Regions from separate parts of the Mus musculus genome. Here regions 1 and 2 are each linked to region 3. A link is a contact called in public HiChIP or PLAC-seq data. All regions are on one chromosome and are shown on one strand. Each heading gives the region's core, a stretch centred on a gene start, on an enhancer-like site or on the middle of the called end of the contact. The rest is flanking DNA. Distances are from core to core; before and after follow the strand shown. Region 1 has its middle 7.8 kb from the start of Gm40632. Region 2 has its middle 14 kb from the start of Gm40632. Region 3 holds the start of Rtn4ip1 (reticulon 4 interacting protein 1).

What was found. HiChIP or PLAC-seq counts read pairs in DNA pulled down with a chosen protein or histone mark.
Region 1: a contact with region 3 is called in an H3K4me3 HiChIP or PLAC-seq map of fetal liver, with 5 times the contacts expected there. The contact joins the enhancer-like site here to the promoter of Rtn4ip1 in region 3. A contact is called at or near these places in 6 of 484 Hi-C or Micro-C datasets (B cells, the G1E-ER4 cell line, bone marrow-derived macrophages and 1 more), 7 of 115 datasets of contacts at active chromatin or transcription factors (the SCID.adh cell line, acute myeloid leukemia, bone marrow-derived macrophages and 3 more) and 4 of 9 other capture datasets (adipose tissue, liver, macrophages and 1 more).
Region 2: an H3K4me3 HiChIP or PLAC-seq map of craniofacial prominence shows a contact between it and region 3, with 3 times the contacts expected there. The contact joins the enhancer-like site here to the promoter of Rtn4ip1 in region 3. A contact is called at or near these places in 2 of 39 promoter capture datasets (the C10 cell line and erythroid cells), 1 of 15 datasets of contacts at CTCF or cohesin (large pre-B cells), 16 of 484 Hi-C or Micro-C datasets (the AtT-20 cell line, B cells, the C10 cell line and 12 more), 12 of 115 datasets of contacts at active chromatin or transcription factors (the SCID.adh cell line, SST interneurons, bone marrow-derived macrophages and 9 more) and 3 of 9 other capture datasets (adipose tissue, liver and pancreatic islet).

What each region holds. Positions count from the first base shown.
Region 1 is chr10:43,666,441-43,669,565 of GRCm38.p6, reverse strand. No RefSeq gene overlaps it. Among named protein-coding and RNA genes, the nearest start is that of Gm40632, 7.8 kb to the left of the region's middle. Within about 2 kb of position 1,450, at least 90 of the 459 cell types and tissues checked have an H3K27ac peak or open chromatin away from gene starts, as enhancers often do. A contact at or near this core is called in B cells, the G1E-ER4 cell line, the SCID.adh cell line and 5 more, where this site is marked.
Region 2 is chr10:43,688,622-43,691,475 of GRCm38.p6, reverse strand. No RefSeq gene overlaps it. Among named protein-coding and RNA genes, the nearest start is that of Gm40632, 14 kb to the right of the region's middle. Within about 2 kb of position 1,410, at least 84 of the 459 cell types and tissues checked have an H3K27ac peak or open chromatin away from gene starts, as enhancers often do. A contact at or near this core is called in adipose tissue, a colorectal cancer cell line, craniofacial prominence and 5 more, where this site is marked.
Region 3 is chr10:43,900,413-43,903,202 of GRCm38.p6, reverse strand. Rtn4ip1 (reticulon 4 interacting protein 1) reads right to left here and starts at 1,396. Exons shown (of 9, transcript NM_130892.5): 1 at 667-1,396. The coding sequence starts at 940. Qrsl1 (glutaminyl-tRNA synthase (glutamine-hydrolyzing)-like 1) reads left to right here and starts at 1,467. Exons shown (of 11, transcript NM_001081054.2): 1 at 1,467-1,589. The coding sequence starts at 1,566.

The DNA.
Region 1 (3,125 bases), core at 201-2,700, 230 kb after region 3:
TTTCACCAAATGTCACGTAGATGCGGCTGTGTCTCCTTGGGAGCGGGTGGGTGTGTGGGGACAGGGCTGCTGCCTCACCTGTTCCCTCCCTCCCATCCCCCACCTTACCCCCGGGAAGGGACAGGCCTTTCCTGGCTAAGGTAATGAGGATTTCTGGCCAAGACTAAGGGGGTTGTCCTTGGCCCCAGAAAGTTCTTCCAGAGAGACTCATCACTGCCATAGTTACCAGACACTGTTTCTTCAGCAATGGTTTGTATAAACTTTGCCAAATGCTGGCTTGGATTCCAAATGAGGATGAACATCCCTGTGCTACCTTAGCAAAAGACAAATGGCACCTGACAAATCAAAAGGTTACAACACATGAGCAATTCCCAAAGCCAGAACCATTTACCGCCTTAGGTTTGGTTGGAGCTTGGGGGACTTCTGTAGATAAAAGACAGATAAATTACTGAATGTTCAGTTGCTCTGAGATAATGCTTTGCAAAGATTTACAAACTGGAAACTTGAAGGAATCTTTGCTAACCTTACTATGTAAACTCTATGCCTTTCATGAAGAATGTTTTATTGCCCTTCAAACTATGTTTGGTAAGTAAAGTTTGACTTCTGAATTAGAAGTCAGAGAGGAGAAAGTGCTTTAAGGTACCGATGCTGAAAAAAACAACCTATAAAGATGACACAGGATAACGAACTTACTCCCTACACAAGTACTATATAAACTGTCTTTTAACAGTCTGCAGATAAACCTGGTATCCTTTGTCTGATTACATTAAATTGAAGTTTTATTTTGAGACAGTATTAGCTGTGTGTCTCAGACTGGGGGTGTGTCTTCATGCCGGGCCTATCTTTCAATGAGCTCTGGAAAGAGGAATATGGACTTCTATGCCTGGCTCTATATTTTTGTTTTAAACATTTAAAGAAGTTGTGACTAAAACGTACAAAACACCTTTGGTAAAAACATTTTGACAGCAGGGGAAATGAACGAGTCAAGCGGTTGGATCAAAACCAAGAGTTCAGTACACAAAAAGCTGGAAAGCATTACCAGCCCTCTTTCCGTAATATCACAGGCAGCTGCAATTAAAACTGACATATGTTTTAGGAATAATTGCAATAAAAAAAAAGAAATCAAGGAACTGAAATCATGTGATTCAGGCTGAAGATCGCCATGGGTGGGGTAGAAGTGAGGGAACCTTACAGTTGAGTGTAGTTATAAAGGTCTTTTGGTTCTGATAATATCGTCTTAGCACTTGTAAAATTTAAATAGGCAAAGCAAAAAGAAAAAGGAAAAAAAATCAGCAAAGTCTAGAAATATAAATGTATAAAATACACTGGATATTTTTGCTCTCTCCCTGAATAGCTACTTCCTCACCCCTCCCACGAGTCTCATACCACAACCTTAGCCTGCATATGAGGCAATTAGACAAGACAGGAGGAAAGAGGAAATTATACCCCTAGAATCTACAGAAGAGGAACTCACTATCTGGTCACTGGAACTCCGGCCCATCCCCTCTGTGCCACTCCCCCGCATCTGGACGTCCACTGTCTCATCAGTGAGCAATAGCTTTAACGGACACTTCACCCCACATCTGCACGGGAACAAGTAGTCCACTGCTAAATGTGTTTAGAAATAAAGCTATCTCCGTTCGGCAAAACTACTAAAGCGGGTTGCTTTTTCCTACGGCAAACACGGTTGCCATGGTCAGGTTCAGCCTACCCTTGTGAAACCATCAGATAGCTGAGTTGGGAAGTGACTCAGCTCCCAGAAGGTGGACTGAGCCCACACCCTCACACCACTACCTAAAATGTCTCCCTTAGGCTTTATTATTAATTTTGCTGAAGAGATCTATAATTGGCCAGCATTTTACACGCACGCTCGTTTCTTCCGTTTCAAAATTGGTAAAGTAAAGCCCACTCCTCCCGTTTATAGTGGAACCAAAGTGCAGGTCCTAGCGCCTCTTCATCTTCATCAGCCCCGCTTCCGGCTGCCCTTCCCCTCTCTCACATGTGAATCTTTATTCCTCTTCCATTGAGGTCCCCATGCGCAGCTCCACTTATAAAACAGGGCTCTGTTTGCTTAGCAGCCCCTCCTAGGTAACAGGGCCGTCGTGGTGGCAGACCCCACCCAACAGTGAGCCCTAGATCCCAAGGGAGTCGCGGCGACTGCGGCGCTCTCCTCTACGGTCGATACAATGCGAATCAGATAGATTGTATGAGTCCCTTCCCGTGTCCGCAGGAATGTGCAGGGCTAGTTCAACACCTTTGGGCCCATTGTCTCCTACCTGTTAGCGGTTAGCTAACTGTAAATCTATACAGTGTAGGCCCTGTGTTAACAAGTGAAAGTCATGGGAGATTTTAAAACTGTCTCTACGCTTCCTCCCCGGTTTCTTCAGAGGCACGGTTCTAGAAAGGGGGCGTGCCTCACTTCATCCTTCTCTATCACGGCTCTGGCAGAAACTACCCAAGATTTTGAGCCGGTTCTGAATATATCTCTGTAAATGTTGATACTTTTTTAAGGAGATGGTTTCCATTCCCACGGGGAGTCGGACATACTTAGTGACCCACTTCTAGGGAAGTGGGGACCCACTAGGACTCACTTCTTCATGTGCGGCTTGGCGCACATGGTGGGTTATCACCTCCCATCTTTACTTTACTTACGTTAGAGTACACTGCATCTCTTTCTTGGCTTACTTGCATGGAGTTAGAGCACACAGAGGGAGAACTGAAGTCTCCTCCACTAGACATATTAGAAATGCACCCTAACTTGAGTGACAGCTGGACCACGCCCACACCCACACCCTCCCCCGTGAGAGGCCTCAGCCGGAGCTGCTTCTGATGCCTGACCCCCAGTGTCTGTGAGAATTACAGACATGTGAGGTTTTGAGCAGCTCTGTCCTGGGGTAATGGTGATAGAGTCATGTATCATTAACACAGCCACCCAGATAGCAGATCTAATAATGGCCTCGTTTCCACTCCCTGCTTAACTAAAATTGGAGTGTTCATGTCACCCTTTTCTTGTTCTCTGTTCCCTTGCAGAGTCACAGGCCATTCTTCTCCCTTGCCTTCTGCAGGGCCCCAGGGTGCCACCTTTCTTGTCCCTCTGGGTCCCCATGCTCTGTTCTCCTCTCAGC
Region 2 (2,854 bases), core at 161-2,660, 210 kb after region 3:
GTTGCTCGTTATTTTGGAAATATTAGATTAGAGGCACTGCTCTCTAAGAGACCTATGAGTGAAGCACTAGGCTGAAGCTAACACAAGCACATTTAGAAATAAAACACAGGCTGGAGAATCCTGGCCTGGCCGTTGCCTCTAAATGCATTATCTAAACAACAGGGTCGGGGTGGGAGTGGGCGTTAAGAACAGACCATTTCAAAAAACTATTAGTTCGCGGCTGGCCAAGGTTACTAATTTATTGGGGGTTTGTTGTTGTTGTTTGTTTGCTTGTTTTGATTTTGATTTTAAACCTCTTTCAGAACAAGAAAGCGTCAGGATCCTCGAGTACAAAGCTTATTTTGTAATCAAGGTGTGGTCTGAGGACCCGCTGCGTTGGCACCGCCCAGGAGCATGATTGACGTGCAGAACCTCGACTGGCCACACCACCCAGTCCTACTGAATCAGAGCCTATACCTGAAACAGATCACTGGAGGTTTTGCGCACATGTTGAAGTTCTAAAAGCAAGACTCAAGAGCAACCGGGACAAAAGGAAGATATGAGGAAGGTTGGGTGAGTGGGTTTAGAAATATAAGAGCTGGGGGCTGGAGAGATGGCTCAGCCGTTAAGATCACTGACTGCTCTTCCGAAATTCCTGAGTTCAAATCCCAGCAACCACATGGTGGCTCGCAACCATTGGTAATGAGATCTGACACCCTTTTCTGGTGCATCTGAAGACAGCTACAGTGTACTTAGATATAATAATAAATAAATCTTTAAAAAAAATAAAAAGAGTAAGAGCCCGGGTTAAAGCGCAGCCCTTGGCCCTCAGTCACAGGGTTTGGGCAGTAAGGATGGGGGTGGAGCATGGAGGAAGAAGGCTGGTGTGCTCCTCCCTCCTAGGTACTGTGGGGTGTCCTCAGCCCAGCTCACCCGGTTATAGGTTATGCAAAGTATAATAGTGTAAAAGAAAGATTTGTCTTTCCAATTAAGCACGAGCAAAGGGCACTTTCTACAAACTGCTTGGTAGTGTATACCACCTGAATATCTTTTCTATTGCTTCCATTTCCAAAGAGGCTGTTCTAGGTTAGCCAAGATAATGGCTCTGCTAGCAACCTGGCTAAGCAGCAATCGATCATGGCACATATCAGTCCCACCTTTGAAATCCACTGCATGTCCCACACAAGAGGGAGAAGGAGATTTGGGGGTACAGCTATAACACTAAAACTTAGACAGATGTGTCTCGATGCCCCAGAATCCAGAGCCTGGACTGGTGGGTATCATGCCTATCCCTTTGAAAAGTCCAGAAGATGAAATCTGACACCTTCACCCATGCTCCTCTCATTTAAGACAGGATTACAAGTGAACGTGAGTCACAGGAATGCTATCCACCTTAGTTTATGTTAGGAGAGCAACCAGTGTTCCCATCATTCCCGCTGCTGAAGTCACTGCTGACATTTTAAGCTGTGACCTGTTCGGCGTTCTCTCTCCCCCTCTTCTGAATCACTCCATCTTTCCATTCGCCCCAAACCTAATTCTTTCTGTCAATATGAAAAAAAAGAAATATTTGAAATGAGACGACGAAAGGAACATCCCATTGACTCAGAGACTACCCGAAGCAGCCTTCTCCTTCCCCACCCCTTTCCCATCCCTGCTTCAGGCTCCCTCCCAGGCAGCAGGCTCCAGTGAAACAGAGAAGACCGAAACTGGAAGCGTGAACAGATTTGAATTGATACAACTTTCTGGCAAACAAAAGGATTTAAAAGAGTTTGGCAAAGGTTAAGCACACACAGAAAACTTTATTTCCTGGTGTCTTCTGATTAGCCTTGAAGATAATCAGTGGCCCTGGGAGGATTACTGGAGAAACAATCACATTCCTGCAAACACACAGGAAGCACAGAGCCCCGAATCTTCGAATCTTCGCGTTACACCCCCAACTCCCACCTCCCTTGGCTCTTCTGGAGTTACCATTCCCCTCCCACCTCCTAGGGCTCTCCTGGAGTTACCACCCCTCCCCACTCCCACCTCCCATACCTCTCCAGCTTCTTGGCTTGTGCAAATTACTCCTCAGGCTCAAGTGACACCAGGCTGACCCCAGGGTTAGGTGCCCTGCCAGCTCTAGGCTTGCTTTACTATAGCAACACTTTCCTGGGAGAGAACTGTGTCATCCCTATTTCAGGCAGAAGCCTCTGGCAAGCACAGTGCTCAGAGCTTTCCAACCGGCAGTTCCTGTATTAGGTTTATTTTGCTAAGGAAATGACATCCATACAGATTTAGTAAATGCTGATAGCACACGTGATTTCTGAGCCGGAATTGACCTGGACTTGCCTGACTTCTAAAGCAAAACTATAACAGGAAGAAACATGTTTTCTTATTCCCCTGGTTTTACACCTACATTTCCACAACACTGGACAGCACCAGGAAGCAGGAGTCACCAGAACCTCCAGGTTATGTGAATGTCCAGCGCCCACTAAATTCCATTTGACCATCTAACTGCCCAAGTGACTAAGCAGTGGCTACCAGAATATTCTATTAATACTGGTTTCTTTTTATTTTCTCTTAGATTGCAAATGTGCTTTCTCTTGCTCTCTCTCTCTCTCTCTCTCTCTCTCTCTCTCTCTCTCGTGAGTGTGTGTGTGTGTGTGTGTGTATGTATGCATGCATCTGCTGTGGGGTGCACTTATGTACATGCATTTGAAAGCCACAGTCAAGTTTGGATGCAACTCTGTGCACTACACTGGTTTTGAGACAGGGTCTTTCACTGGGACCTGGGGCTCACTGTTTTAGGCTAGGCTGGCTTGCTAGTGAGCTCCTGGCCTCCTCCTGTCTCCACCTCTCAGTGCTGAGATTACAAGGGCATGCCACAATACCTAGT
Region 3 (2,790 bases), core at 147-2,646:
TGAACCGTGGGACAGCAAGAAGGATACAGGAATTACATAGACCCAGACTCTGAACTGATGGGGAAACATAGCCAAACTCTGGAGCCTGTGCTGGACCCTAAAATTACCACAGAGCAAATTAACTGTAGATATCACTTCTCGGTCCCAACTCATATGTGAAAGGAAACAAACACATTTAATAAAAGATTAAAGTATACCTTAGCAGTTGTGACAACAAAACGTCGTAAATATTTGCAGGGATAGTATCAGAAACCAGATGGCTCTGCCTATAGTGGTGCTTGCTACCAAGCCTGGTGGTCAGTTTAATGCCCGGAGCCTACCTGGTAGAAGGAAGAAACTCACTCCCACAAGATGTCCTTTGACCTCCACTTGGGCCCTGTTCCACACACCCAAACACAAAATAAATACATGTAATAAGAAACCTAAATGACTCCCTCACGCCAACCTAAATGTAGTCTATTAACTAGGTGTGGTCTACACCTGCTAAATCCCAGGCCTGGAGAGGCAGAGCAGGAGGGCGGCAGAGTGGAGACTAGTCAGTGGTATACAATGAATTGGAGGCCAGCCTGGGCTAGACAACGACCCCTTGTTTCAAAAGAAAAACAACAAAACACCTGTGTGCCCAGTGAATTTTGATTTAAAACCAAACAAACCCGGACAACTTACTTCTCATATTAACATCTATAGGATTTACACTGGCAGCGTGGACTTTGATAATGACTTCATTTGGATAGTGTATGATAGGTAACATCATGTTCTGGGTGAATCGAAGGACTTCATTCTTTCCATATTTATCTATCACCCAAGCGGGCATGACAGTGCTCCTCGCAGACGTAGTACTAATGCCTCTAAATGGTGGCTTTGGGATAACTGTCCTTCTCCAGAAGCAGGCGGCGGCACAAGCACTTCTTCTAAGTACACAGGTCTTCAAAACGCCCATCCTGAGCAGGGATGGAGAACGTTTCCTCGAAAAAAAGAAAAGAAAAAAAGAAAAAGAAAAAAGAAAGGAGGAGCGGGGGTGGGGGGTGCGACGGTGGAGAGAAAGGACCTGAAGCAGGTCAAACTAACACATTTCAATTCAGCCAAAATCTGCCAAACCCACAGGTCAATTAAGCGAGGGGGAGCTTTCAGAAGCAAACTCAACCTAAAGCCGCGACGGAATTAAAATAGAATTGCTACTGTGCTCCCCACGTCAGAAATGTCCCAGTTGGCGTCCAGTCAGTACACTGGCCATTCCTTCCTTACGCTCTCCTTCCCCTTAAGGAAAAAAAAGCAAGCAAGCAGGGAGTCCTCAGAGGGACAAGCAAACAAGGCTAGCAATTCCTAGGTCAGGCGGATTCCTGACACGACCCCGGCCGCGGTCTCCTTGCCTGTCCGCGCGCCTCCGGTCGCCGGCGCGCGAGCCAATCGTGTGCAGAGATCATTTCCGCCGCCCGGAACTCGACCAATCCAGGCGCTCGTTGTTAAAGAGGAGCCAAGATGTCTGCGCCCATGTAACGCCGGTGGCAGAGATTGACTCCTTCCTCTGTTCCGGGACCCGGTGCTACCGGCTGACTCCGAGGGCTATGCTGGGCCGGACTCTCCGAGAAGTGAGTGGACATGGCCAGGAGGGGACCAGGGAGGGCTGAGACACTGGAGGACTCGGAAGTTCAAGGTCGCCCCGGGTCACGCCGCACGGCACGCCCCCCCCCCCCGACCGCCTACATTCCTGAGTGGGAAGTGGGATTCGAACCTAAGCTCTTACCGTACACGCTGAGTCAATCCCCTAGAGTCAGAACGTCAAAAAGTTTGAACCCCTGAGCCGTGGAGTGGAACGACAGTCAACCCGCGCGATTAGGGAGAGGTTTCTCAGACAAGCCATCTCAGTCCCGTCGCTGCTGTGCTCGCTTAGGGACGGGGCGGTTTTGTAGCATGCACATTTGAAACAAACAAAAAAATTGGTGGCTTAAAAAAAAAAACAAAAAAAAACTAGGATTTCTACCACATCGTGTTTGAACATCTACTTAAGCTGTAGGTCGCAACCACAAATGTAGGAGAAAATGTGACAGCAGTTTTGAAAGGGAAGGAGGAGTGTTCCTGAGACAGTGGGCAAAGTTAATTCAAAAATCAAACTGTGAGTTGTGAGTTCAAGGTGTTTCTGACCGCACCCAGCGGTGCTTCCTCACGACTCTCTGCAGCAGGGTATGTGTGCACTGCCCAGCAAATGCTGCCGGAAACATCTCAACTCAGAATCGAGAGTATTGTTTATTAAGATTTAACATATGAGCAACTTTTCTAAACTTGTAGAAACATAATTATTTAATTTCAGAAAGCAAAACCTTTTAATATTTTACTAAATCGTTTTTCAGCTTGTCATACCCTAAGTGTGAAATGCGTGCATCTTTGGGATTTGTTGCTTTAAGGTGCTTGATTCTAAAAATGGCTGAGTTATTGACTTGAGTCTCATTCAAAAATCACTAAATAAGTTTTGATGTGAGATTATTCAGCTTTTTCCCAATATGGCGCTAAACATGCTCCTACAATTTTGTACAACATATTTATGCAAAGTGGTGTTCTCAGCACTGATATATCAAATCAAAATATTGGTAAACTGAAAAAAAATGAAAAACGTTGAGGAAACCTACAGCCAGGATTTAATTCTTTATTTAAAAATAAGCAAGTCTATGCATTTATTGGTATGCAGGTTTACTTTCATCTTTAATAGTAGAATTATGTACACCAAATAATTTTGTAAATATCTATATTTATTTATTTATTTATCTATTGTATATGGGTCTTTTGACTGCATGT